Regions from separate parts of the Rattus norvegicus genome. Here region 2 is linked to region 1. Evidence: chromatin contacts called from public Hi-C data. All regions are on one chromosome and are shown on one strand. The core of a region is the stretch at or near the end of the contact, and the rest is flanking DNA. Distances in the headings are between cores, read along the strand shown. Region 1 overlaps Vps50 (VPS50 subunit of EARP/GARPII complex). Region 2 has its middle 91 kb from the start of Col1a2.

The links. A called contact is a pair of places that touch in the nucleus more often than the background predicts.
Region 2: a Hi-C map of Schwann cells shows a contact between it and region 1, with 9 times the contacts expected there. The contact joins two enhancer-like sites. A contact is called at or near these places in 2 of 12 Hi-C or Micro-C datasets (the Rat2 cell line and Schwann cells).

Annotation. Positions count from the first base shown.
Region 1 is chr4:32,450,644-32,456,513 of GRCr8, forward strand. Vps50 (VPS50 subunit of EARP/GARPII complex) reads left to right here. Exons shown (of 28, transcript NM_001173511.1): 3 at 4,746-4,868. Among named protein-coding and RNA genes, the nearest start is that of Vps50, 14 kb to the left of the region's middle. Within about 2 kb of position 1,443, at least 42 of the 93 cell types and tissues checked have an H3K27ac peak or open chromatin away from gene starts, as enhancers often do. A contact at or near this core is called in Schwann cells, where this site is marked.
Region 2 is chr4:33,424,697-33,430,817 of GRCr8, forward strand. No RefSeq gene overlaps it. Among named protein-coding and RNA genes, the nearest start is that of Col1a2, 91 kb to the right of the region's middle. Within about 2 kb of position 4,610, at least 16 of the 93 cell types and tissues checked have an H3K27ac peak or open chromatin away from gene starts, as enhancers often do. A contact at or near this core is called in Schwann cells, where this site is marked.

The sequences.
Region 1 (5,870 bases), core at 193-2,692:
GGTTCTACCTTGCCGTCTGGACTGAGGAAGGGATGCCAACACTTAAAACACAGACAAACAGACAGGAAATGCGTGCTTAGAGCTACAACATTTCTCCTTATCATCCTTCCAACACTCAGTCAGTCAGTCAGTCTGTCTGTCTCTGTCTCTGTCTCTCCCAGCATTCTGCCATCTAGGTAGAAAAGCAAGCATTTGTAAACTATGATCTAATATGGAAAGGGAAGTCGGGGTTCCAGTATTTAGTATATTAATTTTCTGCAGAGCTTTGATCATGACCTATGAACTGAGGAATTTATGTCAATTTACGTTATATAATTAGTTTGAATAAAGACCTAAAATTGATCGTTATGTATTCAAGGTGTTGTTTCTTTAATGTGAGGAAGCAGTTATAACTAGTTACTTCTGGATTAAGTGTTTGGCTCAGAGAGTATGGGGTTTTGGGTAGTTGGAAGGTAGTACTTAAATGCAAAACTTGGAGGCTTCTTTTCCTTTACCACGGATAAATTCCCTAAGAAATGACCCCGAGGTATGGAATTGTTTTTTAAAGTGATCATTTAGTTCCTCAGAAACCGAAAATATCTTGGAATGTTTTCCTCACAATCTTCATTTGAGGGCTTGCTTTGTTTTATGGGTTTGAATCCCCATAAAACCTTTTGTTTTTATGTTTAGATAAGAAGTAACCCAGCCTATGCAGAAATAATGACTGAAATATGTTACGAATCTTTTTCTTCATTTCTCATAAACTTGTGTTCGCAGTGTACGTTTTATGTTGTTTGTTCAGGTAGCTTTATCTACCTCCGAGATAATCGAATGGAGGAGCAGCTAGGTGGTAATGTATTCAACCTGCGTGCGACGGCAAACAGCCGCCACACACCAGGAGCGCTTCCCTGCCAGGCTGCTCAGATAATCCAGCCTGCTGTATTCTGTTAATAAAATATTGAACATTGATGCTTACTTTTGATACAGTGTCTGCCACAATGGCATATGTTATTTACTTTAATTAAAGGAAAACATACTTCTAGCGCATATACATGTATGTCCATACATTTGCGTGGTTTTAAAAGTCCCAATTTGTTTTCTTGCATCCTACTGCTTCCTAGTGAGCATGCATGGTACCTTTTTTTTTTTTTTTTTCCAAATCAAGGATCCTACAGGATTCATAATTGCATTTTGTTCTGGTCCTCGCTTTAAACTTGAATTTTTATGTGCTCTTCTGTCTTCCGAATGCCTCTCTTTTCCCTGAGGTTCGGAGCACTTGTACATTGGTCTTTTGTCTCCTTTCTTCCCTCTGCTCTGCTGGCCTTGCTGTTTAATTGTTCATCGAGCCTCTTTAGTCACTGCTTGCGGGCAAAGCCGAATTTTACTCACCACTGGCTGTGCCGTGGAGGAGAGTTTTCCATGTAGAGAATGAAATCAGCGTTTGTTACATGTAGCTCCAGTGGCTGACCGAGGGACGCTAACGGAGCCTGTGCAGCAGGCTAGCAAGCTCCTGATGGCACTGTGGGCTGATGTGTTCCTTTGCTTTCTCTGCTTTTGTTTCTTTCATGTGCTGTCAAATCCATGACTGTAATTGTTTCTTCCCAGCTTTAATTATGAGATGCATTGATGTACATTTTCTGTATTTTACTGATCGACAGTTAGGTTTTGTTGCATTTTATAGCCTTGACTTGTTGACAAATTAGTTTTGGATTTCACATTTTAAAGAGCATTCACACTACACTAATCTTCATACTCATTTAATTATCCTCTATAAATCGTAAGCCTCACTATAAAATAAACCATTATACTTCATTAATAATATAACAGTTAGCAAGACTGAACTATTTAATTCTAACTTACCTGAACTATCTCATTAATGTAACCTCCGTTTTCTTAACGTATTTTAATATGCAATAAAGAATTTTATATGGATTTAGTTTTTTCTGTTTGCCTTAAAATTTTTTGTAGGGAGTCTTTGGTTCATTTTTTATATAAAATATCTCATACTTACAAATTACCCTGTTGATTCTGTTTTAGATACAGAATTGCATATTTTTGTACATCCCTCATGCTAGGAAGTGAGTTTTTAACTCTAGCAAAATTACGCAGCAGCTATATTAAAAATGCAGTGTAGCTGCTTGTGTTTATTTTTTCTCATTTGCATACATAAAATACTTTTAAGTCATCTGATATTTTTGTTGTTTCTCATTAATAGAAGCATTATGAGTTTATGGACCTTGTTGCTTACCAAACTGCTTTTGTTTCGTGTTCTTTCTGAATATCATTCACTGTGGCATTACAAATTGACCTGTTAATTATTCCTGGAGCGCTTTGGCACTGCAGGGCATCACGATGCATCTGCAGCGTGGGCTGTGACTGGGCAGGCAGCCTAGCACCAGGGAAGCGTGCAGGGAGTGATGAAGTGGAGGCAGAGCCTGTCGGGCTGCAGCGCAGCGACTGCACCTCGGATGAGCGCAGATGTGCACTTCATAGAGAAGTCACTAGATAGGCGGAAAGGAGGGCTGTTTTATCGGGTCACAGTGATGTATCAGGGTATCTGGTTTGGGTAGAGTATTAATAGGAGAAAGACCACTGACCCAAATCATCAAGGCCAAACTAATTAAAGCAAGCAATTAATTAAAGCAAGCTTTTTAATTTGTGTACACAAGCTGCCTCCCCCTGAGGTAGGGCTTGAGAGGTCAGCCTTGGATGTGAGGAGGACAAGCAGGTTTTTTGTTTGTTTGTTTTGTTTTTCATTTTAATAAGCTCAGGGTTTCTAAATAAGGGATTTGGTGGACAGAATAGGTGGGTTATAGGAGCAGAACATAAACCTAACAAGTTAGCCATAAGCGCCTAAGTTTACAAGGTGGTGGTAACAACAGGAAGTCATAGCAGGGTAACCATAACAACCCTTTTGAAACAAAGTTAGAGTTGCAAGATGGTTATTAGCTTTTGAAAGGAAGATGTGAGGGCCCTTCCTGGAACCCGCAGTAGGCAGCCATTTGCAGTTAATGTGGCAGGGAGGGTAGACCCATCCTTGAGAATCAGGCTTCATCATAAGCAGGAATGCACTTAGCTTTTCCTTGCTGTAAGATAGCTGTTCAGAGATTGAGGCATGCTGGCTGTTCGGAGTGCTCCACTGTACTGTGTCTTTCCCTGCCGTGCTCCATTTTATCCCCGCCTGTCATTTAGGATTGTGGTGTTAGAGTGTGAAGTTCTCCATGTTGGTTCTTTGTGCTCTCTGATGTTGACTGAATAGATCTCCAGGAAGGAACGGCATCTGACCTTTGTGTGCTTACACAGATTGTACTGTTTTTATAAACCCATCATATTTTTGAAATGTACATTTGTGAGATATTTTTAAATGAAACAACATTTCCCCTTTGGCAATTTTAATAACTTTAAAGCGGATAAAAAAATAGGCGTGAAGAAGCTAAATCAAATTTCCAAGGTTGTAGAGATGCAACTAAAGCTGGAGTGTCTTTGCCCTCAGGTCAGCCCACTCTTTCTGGGCTGAAGGAAAGCATCAGCATGCTGGTCTGTGCTGGTCTGCGCTGGTCTGTGCTGGTCATTCTCTTAAGATGAAGGGACGCTTGATGGTTGCATGGTTTTGAGTTTTTGGACTTAGCTACAGATGATAGTTTCCAATATTACTTATTTAGTAATGTTCACCATTTCTTTTTGAATGCTACCAACTTGTATTTCAGATGCTAGTGCCATTTTAAGGGAGGGAGGTTTGCCAGAAAACTGAGTTCTCTTTCTAGTTCATCCTTCTCACCTTATATTTGCGCTGAATGAGGGGAAGACGCTTTTCTTCCACAGGTGGTGTTGATTTCACTCCAGCCCCAAGTTGAGCATCTGCTGTCCATGGTGCCAAGTAGGTTAGAGTTGCAAATAACTTCCCTTTCCCAGCAGTTAATTCTGCTGCTGCAGAAGTGCTGTTCTCATTGTGATGATGGTGGGGTTGGTTGGTTTCCCCGTTTTGTTTTGTTTTGTTGTTGTTGGTGGTGGTTTCCCAGTGTGGGAAGAAGTAAATATCTAAATTGAGGAGATTTTTCTAGTTAACCAAGGGATTGTCAAATAAATCAATGAAATTGCATAGCATAAAGACACTAATATTAGGGATAGGGATCTGTCTGTCACGATTCTTTAGAGGAAATGTGTGGAAGACCATTCTGTGCTTTGGGGAGGAAGACTCTAGTACTCAGCTTGGCTCCACAGCCAGATCATGGATTGCAGTGTTAGTACACGTTGGAGGAGCATCATAGGACATAGGGAGGAAGCTTGTAACCCTGTTCTTGAGCTGGATCCTTGCTGCCCTCTGTTTCCTAGCAGAATGAGATGCTCACTGCACAGAGTTCCAGTCCTGCTGGGTCCCAGCGCCCATCGAGATGGTGCTTTTGTTATGTGTTGTCAGATAGGTTTTAGAATACTTTTGGTGTGATAAAATGTGAGTCAGTGATGTGTGATTATTATAGATTTAGGTATTTGCTTGCGTGTAAATTAAACATGTAAATTCTTTTAACCTTCCTGCATACAAGCAGTTCAAAATATAATCTGATATTTTTTTTTTCAATAGAAAAGCAGTGTTTAGCGTTTGTCTGTTTTCTAGTTTTCTGGTATTTAATTCATTTGTGTTCTCGGTCAGAATGGTTCTCAGAAGGTATATGATTGAAGATACAAGATTATTTGTTTTTATGCTGGTGGAATCTTATCAGTTATATATAATTAAGACTTTATTTTTTTTATCTTTTTATTTTTTTAAGGAGGAATTCAGGGAACTTCGAGAGCAGCCAAGCGACCCTCAAGCTGAACAAGAGCTAATTAATAGTATTGAACAAGTTTATTTTTCTGCGGATCCATTTGATATTGTTAAATATGAGCTGGAGGTAAAAGGGAACTTTGATTAAAACACATCTAAAGCCTATTTTCTCAGTGCATATGAATGAATTTGTGAGATCTGAAGTTTGGAGGGAACTAATATTTTCTTAATAGCACTAATAGGTCTGTGATTATTACAATATGAACGTAATGAACTGTCAGCCCGCGTTATTAAGTGCACCTTCAGAGCCCTGGTTACAGAAGCACTTCTTTGCTTTTGGTATTTAATTGCTGCTATCCAGCATGTTGTTATTCTGCTTCTCACTGTACTTATTGTACATGTTGCCAAAATATGTTTAAAAGTGCTAAAATAAAATAAAAATTTAGTTGTAAAAAATGTAAAATAAATGCCTGGAGAAGCCATGTAGGATTTTTTGTTTGGCTGTGGACTGGTTTCAAACTCCTGGGTTTAAGTGGACCCTCCCACCTCAGCCCATTACAACCATGTAACTCTGGGCCTGACTAGTGTACTGACTCTTTAGATTGTAAATGTATAGTGTGCTGAAAAAACCTTCTGTACAAAACTATCTGGATGCTCACAGTAGTAAATTTATGGGGACTCCATACGAATAGTCAAAACAGCAAAATGAGTTTTAAGCTAGGGATCTGTTTCCTCATATTCACAATTCCGTGTGCTTTTTGCTATTTCTTCATGGTGACTTAGAGTGTTGCCTGTCACTATAATATTCAGTTTACTTATAATATTCCTGAAGGGGGAAATCTGCATTGAAATGTCTTATAATACCATTAGCAGGTAAAATATAGGATCCATGTTAGAGCCTTTTCTTACTGTTTTCTGGCTGGAATCTGTAAACAGTCTCCCTGATGATGCCAGGTGGCCCAGTGGGTCTGGGTCTCTGCAGCTCGAGTAGCAGCTGTGGGTGGAGCAAGGCTGGACGAGGTTGAAAGGAAAGAGTTGTGTAAAACAGATACTGAGGCTTGTGTGACTGGAGCTGAGTGAGAGAGAATGTGCAGAAGCATCAGAGGACAGTGGGATGGGGCACTGTTGC
Region 2 (6,121 bases), core at 3,360-5,859, 980 kb after region 1:
CATTGAGCTCAGCCATTAGGGTAATTGCAATGATACATTGGTATTAGTAATATGCAACAGAGTGACTGGAGAAGTGAAAGACACAGGTTTGGGATGGGGGACATTGTTCAATAAAGCAGGAGAAACATAGTCCTTGCTTAGGCAACAGGAGCACAGGATCTGCAACAGTGAGAAGAGCAATCACCTCAGACCTAGGGAAGAAATCAGGAGTGCAAAGAAAGCATTGTCAAGAACGAGAAGAGTTCCTACTACCGCATACAAAATGGGTATAGACTCAACAATTACTTTGTAAGAAAAATGAGGTCTATTAAATCCAGGAAGGGATTAAATAGAAAGAACAGGTTCTGGGTGTAATTCATTATCACTCAGAGGTACAAAGAGTTACTTCCATTGCCCTTTATTAAGAACTCTCCCCCAAGCAAAGTTCATATAATATAGAGTCAAGACAAAGGTGAATAACTGTAATTTTATAAAGTGGGAACGGGCATTAGGACATGAGGGCAGTGAAGATCACTGGAACCAAATCTGCTTCACATCCAGGGTGCCCATATAATTACATTTAGTTACACATGGGTAGGCTGTGAAAACAGCTGGGTGGACCTTAATTTAATTTAACTAATTGATTTATTGGTTTCATTAATTGCTGTCAAAGGATACAAATACTGTCCCCAGGGGCCACAGTTTAGTTGGTCATCACTATAGCTTCTAGAAAGTAATTGGATTTCTTAGTTTAGCCCTTAAGGTGAGCTATCAAAGAGCAAGCAAGATTTAACAATATACTGCCACTGCAAATAAAGACGGAGGGCTGCCTACTGGTACAGACAGTGTCTTCTGGCTTCTCGCTCTCATCCATGACAGGGTCTTTTCCTGTCAATCTTCTTTATCCCCTTTCATCAGAGCAAATTACTTTCATTTCAACTCCAAGTGTGCTCATGCTCTCTCTCTCTCTCTCTCTCTCTCTCTCTCTCTCTCTCTCTCTCTCTGTCTCACTGTCTCTCTCTCTGTCTCTCTCTGTATCTTTCTCTCTCTCTCTGTATCTTTCTCTGTCTCTCTGTGTCTGTCTCTCTGTCTCTGTCTGTCTGTCTTTGTCTGTCTCTGTCTCTGTCTCTGTCTGTCTCTCTCTGTCTCTCTGTTTCTCTCTCTGTCTCTCTCTGTCTCTGTCTCTCTCTGTCCCTGTCTGTCTCTCTGTCTCTGTCTGTCTCTGTCTGTCTCTCTGTTTCTCTCTCTGTCTCTCTCTGTCTCTCTCTGTCTCTCTCTGTCTCTCTGTCTCTCTCTGTCTCTGTGTGTGTGTGTGTGTCTCATTCTTTTCTTTGGATTTCATTTTTCACTCTTAAATATGAATTTCCTATATTAATTGATGAATAATTGGTAGTGAATAATTCAAGAAAATACATTGATTTGGTTTTCATAGTTAAATTTTAGCCTTTGCAAATACAAAAGCCTAGAGCTTTAAGTAGCTGGTATCTATTGCCACTTTAAGCAAAGTTAATAGTTACACAATTTCACATACTGAGAAGGGAAAAAACAAACTCTGAATCCTATATGTATTATCCTTTGACCTTTTGTCTCTGCATAACAGATGGAATTACAATGACAAAAAAAATTATAAGTAAAACTTTTGAAATGCTCTTTATTCAGTAACATAACACACAGAGGCACATACAAAATCAGAGAGAACAGAATTTACTTTTACTCTTTTTTCCCAACTCTCTCTATCTGTCATTTTGTCCCCAAGTTTGGCATCTTGAGGATTGGAAAGGACCCGTATCATTCAGAAGAAGTTAGCATGTGAATGCTGGCCACCAATGTGTCCAGCAGTGTGGCCACTAGATGAGAATCTGTGATGTGGGGTGATGCAGGTAGGGGGCAGTACAGAGCACGCCTCAGAACCGCAGATCAAAGGAAGCAGTTGCTTGTTACTTCACACAAGGGAAACAGTGCTTGGAGCCCATCCCAGAATATTTGGTAGGATAGGCATCTTGTAGATGCTCAAATCTTGCATCATTCAAATAAAAAGTAACCAATAAAAGAGGAGTGATGGACATTAGCAGAGCCTCTGTTATATTCAAAGGCTAACAGAAACCCTGGGAAATTCAGGAATTAGGGAATATTTTTGTAAGCACTCAAAACATTTTATTTTATAATCTTATTGCTGTGTAGGATTAAAGTGGGAGAATTTCATATTTACTCTTTTTCCTCACAATGTATTCCCTCTATTGAGAATAGATTTTTTTTTCTTGCATAACGTATCCTGATTATGGTTTCCCCTCCCTCTGCTCCTCCCAGTTCCTCCCCATCTCCCTCCCATCTGAATCCACCCCCTTCCTGCTTCTCAGTAGAAAAAAAATAAACAAAGAGATTATTGTTGAAGGAATAATAATAAAATAAAATGCAATCAGATAAAACCAAAACTAGCACATTGGAACTGAATAGAGCAAACAGCAGAAGAAGAGCCCAAGAGAAGACACAAGAAACAGACCTACTCATCCTCACACTCCCATAAAAAAAAAACAAAAAAAACCCACTAATTTAAAAGACATAATATGTACACAAAGAAACTGTAGTGTAAAAAGAATATAAATATGTATAGATGGGATTACATTTTTAAAAATATTTATAAAAGAAAAAGAGAAAGACAGAACGCAACATTGGGAGACAAGGGACCCTCTAAAGATGCCCCTGAGCTTGACTGAGTTTATAGAAAACATGTTCTTGGAAGTTCGACAGTGCAGAAAAATGGGGCATCCTTGCCTAACGTATGTTTCTCATGTGTTATGCTCCCTCTATGTTTAATGCCTGGACGCCTACAAAAGGTACATTTCCTTTCAGTTTTTACAATTATTGTTTCAGAGTTAATTTTGGGCACCATCTGTTCTGAGATGGAAGATGAAAAGTTTCTTAGATGGGAGGGATGATTGTAGCAGCGTGAACTGTGATTTCACCGAGGAGTCAAAATCCTGAAGGTCCCAGGGTGCTGCCCGTGTTTCAGCGTCATCTCAGTACAGAAGAGAGAGGAGAGGAAGCTCTGGTGTCCAGTGAACACTAGAACAAGAAGCAAGCAGCATTCACTTATATCCCTGCTTCTCAGCTTTTCTATTTACTCTGTAGTTCAATCCCGCCTCCAGTGGCATTTCCCATGTGAGTAATTTCATTGTGTTCATACTCTGATACCTTGGCTATTAAACTGTATTGTTCTTATAATCACAGAGTGCTACTAAAATACTAGAGTTAAGTCTTCATAAAACAATAATAGCATTACCCTTAACAGCATATAAAATATAGTTTGCATACTCTATTGACATTCATTCACACTGAATCATGGCCTAATTTTGCATCCCACAATTTCTTAGGACCCTTAATATGCTCCTAGACTTTGTGACTGTGGTTTGGTTTTGACTGCACATGTCCAAATGTAAATGCAGTGACTGTTGATAATATGTCTTATGTAATATACAAAAATGATCTTGATTTGTTTTGCTACAAGCCAAGAGAGCCTTTGTAAACTGCCTGCATGCTTATGAATTTCCCTATCAACCTCATTGCCAATAACAGGATGACCATGGCGGGGTGTCATTTTTCTAAAGGATTTGTAAGGTGATGTCTGGTGACTATATCATGTGTGCTGGGCTACAAGGTGGGTTTGAGCTCATCAAGACTCTCTGGGGTAATTAGTCCTTTTTAGACATAAATATGAAATTTTGTTTATAGGCTCTTACAACCGAAAGAGACTCTAAAATAAAATCATTTCTAATAACTTGACTCCCTCTAACAGACCCCACTTCTATCTCCACAAGGGATCAGGGTCCCCCTTGTGACACTATCACCCACCCCCTTTCTGCTGGAACCCAGAGCTGCTGCAGTCTAAAAGCACCCAGTTTTATTTTACGTTCCTTTAAGGGAGAGCTGGCCTTTCTGCCATGGAGCTCCTTTTATTGCACATGCAGAGTAAGGGACACTGGAACAGAAAAGAATTGCTGTGGAGGAAGAACTGAGGCTTATATCATCATCAACAAACAAAACACACACACACACACACACACACACACACACACACACACACACAAACCAAAAAAAAAAAAAAAAACAAGAAAAAACAAAAACAAAAAAAAAAAAACTAGCTGCCCATAGCACATAATGGATTTCCCCAGAAACTGGACCAAACTGGTATTGACCAAGGATCAGTCAATGATGTCCAACAATGAATTGCCTCTAATGAGGACTCTAACATCTGCTTATGCTTCAGACCACAGCTCAAATCTCTCATCTTCCTTGATAACTATAACTAGCGTTAATAATTAATACCATTTCCCCTGTGTCCTGGGCAGTACATATAAATCTCTATTGTCACTAAGAGTTTGTCACCCAGAGGGATGATAAAGTATGTCCAGGCAAGTGACTGTATCTTATCATTTTTCTATCTTCGGTGTCTGGAACAGAAGAGCAGTTTAACAAATGTCTGAACGTAAAAGAAAATGTCAAAGAAAAACAGGAAGAAGATACATACAAGGGTATGAACATCAGGGGGCGTCAGAGAAAGATTGCAGAAGTGTATGAAATCTCATCTCTTTTTATGACGGTGGAAGCCTGTAAATGTAGCCAGACAGTCCTAACCAGGATTGTGAATTCATTTCTGAAAGCAAGGCAAGTTTAGTTGCTCTGGCTCCTCTGGTAACTCTGGCCAACATGATTTCAATTCTTTCCTGTTCCTTCTGGTAAGTCTCAACAATGAACATCCATCCTGTCCTTGCAGATGTAGCAACGGGCCTGCATTTTCTCTGGCTAGAAACCCTGTACTGTTCCATGACATTTTGTAGAAAGACATTGCAACAATGTGTTTTAAAGCAGATTGATTTTCCAGCCACTCTCTGCACTCTGCCGCTGTGTTCCTCTATCCAGTACTCAGTACTGTAGTCTTCACAAAGCAACACTAGAGGGATCAGCCTCATATTTTTCAGAGGCCTTTTGTGTCAGCCAAGCCAAGTACAATTAAGGCTGTTCCCAGAAGGAGGAACGGATAACGTTGGCAACTGGGCTGTACCACCCAGAACCGCAAAAAGAAAAAAGCTGCAAACGTAACCAACTGGTTTTCCTCAGCCTTTATGACCCAGAAAACCTACGTGGCATATTCGATGGCATTTTCTATGGTGAGAGGCAGTACTTTGGAAAATTATCTTTTAAAAATTAGCCAGATGTCCCTTGGGGGCTCATGAGAAAGTCTGCAACCTGGAGTGGGGGGGTGGGGGTGGATTGAAGCAATAAATAAGCAAACTTGTTGCTCAATAATACTGCCAATTTTTCTCCCCCTTTCTCTCTCTGTCTCTCTCTGTGTGTCTCTCTCTATGTGTCTCTGTCTCTCTGTCTCTCGTCTATCTGTCTATCTGGCTCTCTGTCTCTGTCTCTGTCTCTCTCTCTCTCTCACACACATACATACATACACAAACACACACACACACACACACACACACACACACACACACGATAAATGACGATAAATGTCAGATTTTTCCCAGCTGATAAGCACATTCAGATTTCAGACTAAAAATCCCCAATCGGACTAAGGCTGTTGATGAGGGAAAGACACACAAACTCCCCTCTTTGAGATAAGGTAGTAAAACAACCCCATACCCTTCATCCGCACATTTCGCTTGTCATTTTTGCTTCACCTGTGGACCAGAACATACCCATAACCGAACAAAACAAACGGTGTGGTGCTGGTGTTTATAGACGGATGAAAGGGAAGTAATCAGGCTGATGATCCGAGTCTGTCAGAACTAACAAGTTGAGTGAATCAGATAAAATTAATGAAGGGAGAAAAAAAACCATTTCTTGCCTGTAATGTCAGACAACACTGTAGCTTTAATTTGTCGATTTCACAAAGGCCTTCTGGGCTCCCGAGCTTATTCGGTTAGTGAATTACCTCGCTTGCTGATCCTCTCATCCCCCTGGTCCGTCTTAATTAATATAAAAACCATGCTGCTCTAATAATTTGATCAAACCATTTCTCTCCTCAAATCCTCGCAGTAGCTTTTAATTGCACTAAAACCTGGAATTCAATTTAAAATCGATACTCAGGCTGCGTCTGTGCTTTGGATGTTCTCGAGTCTCTGACCCCACCCGTGGC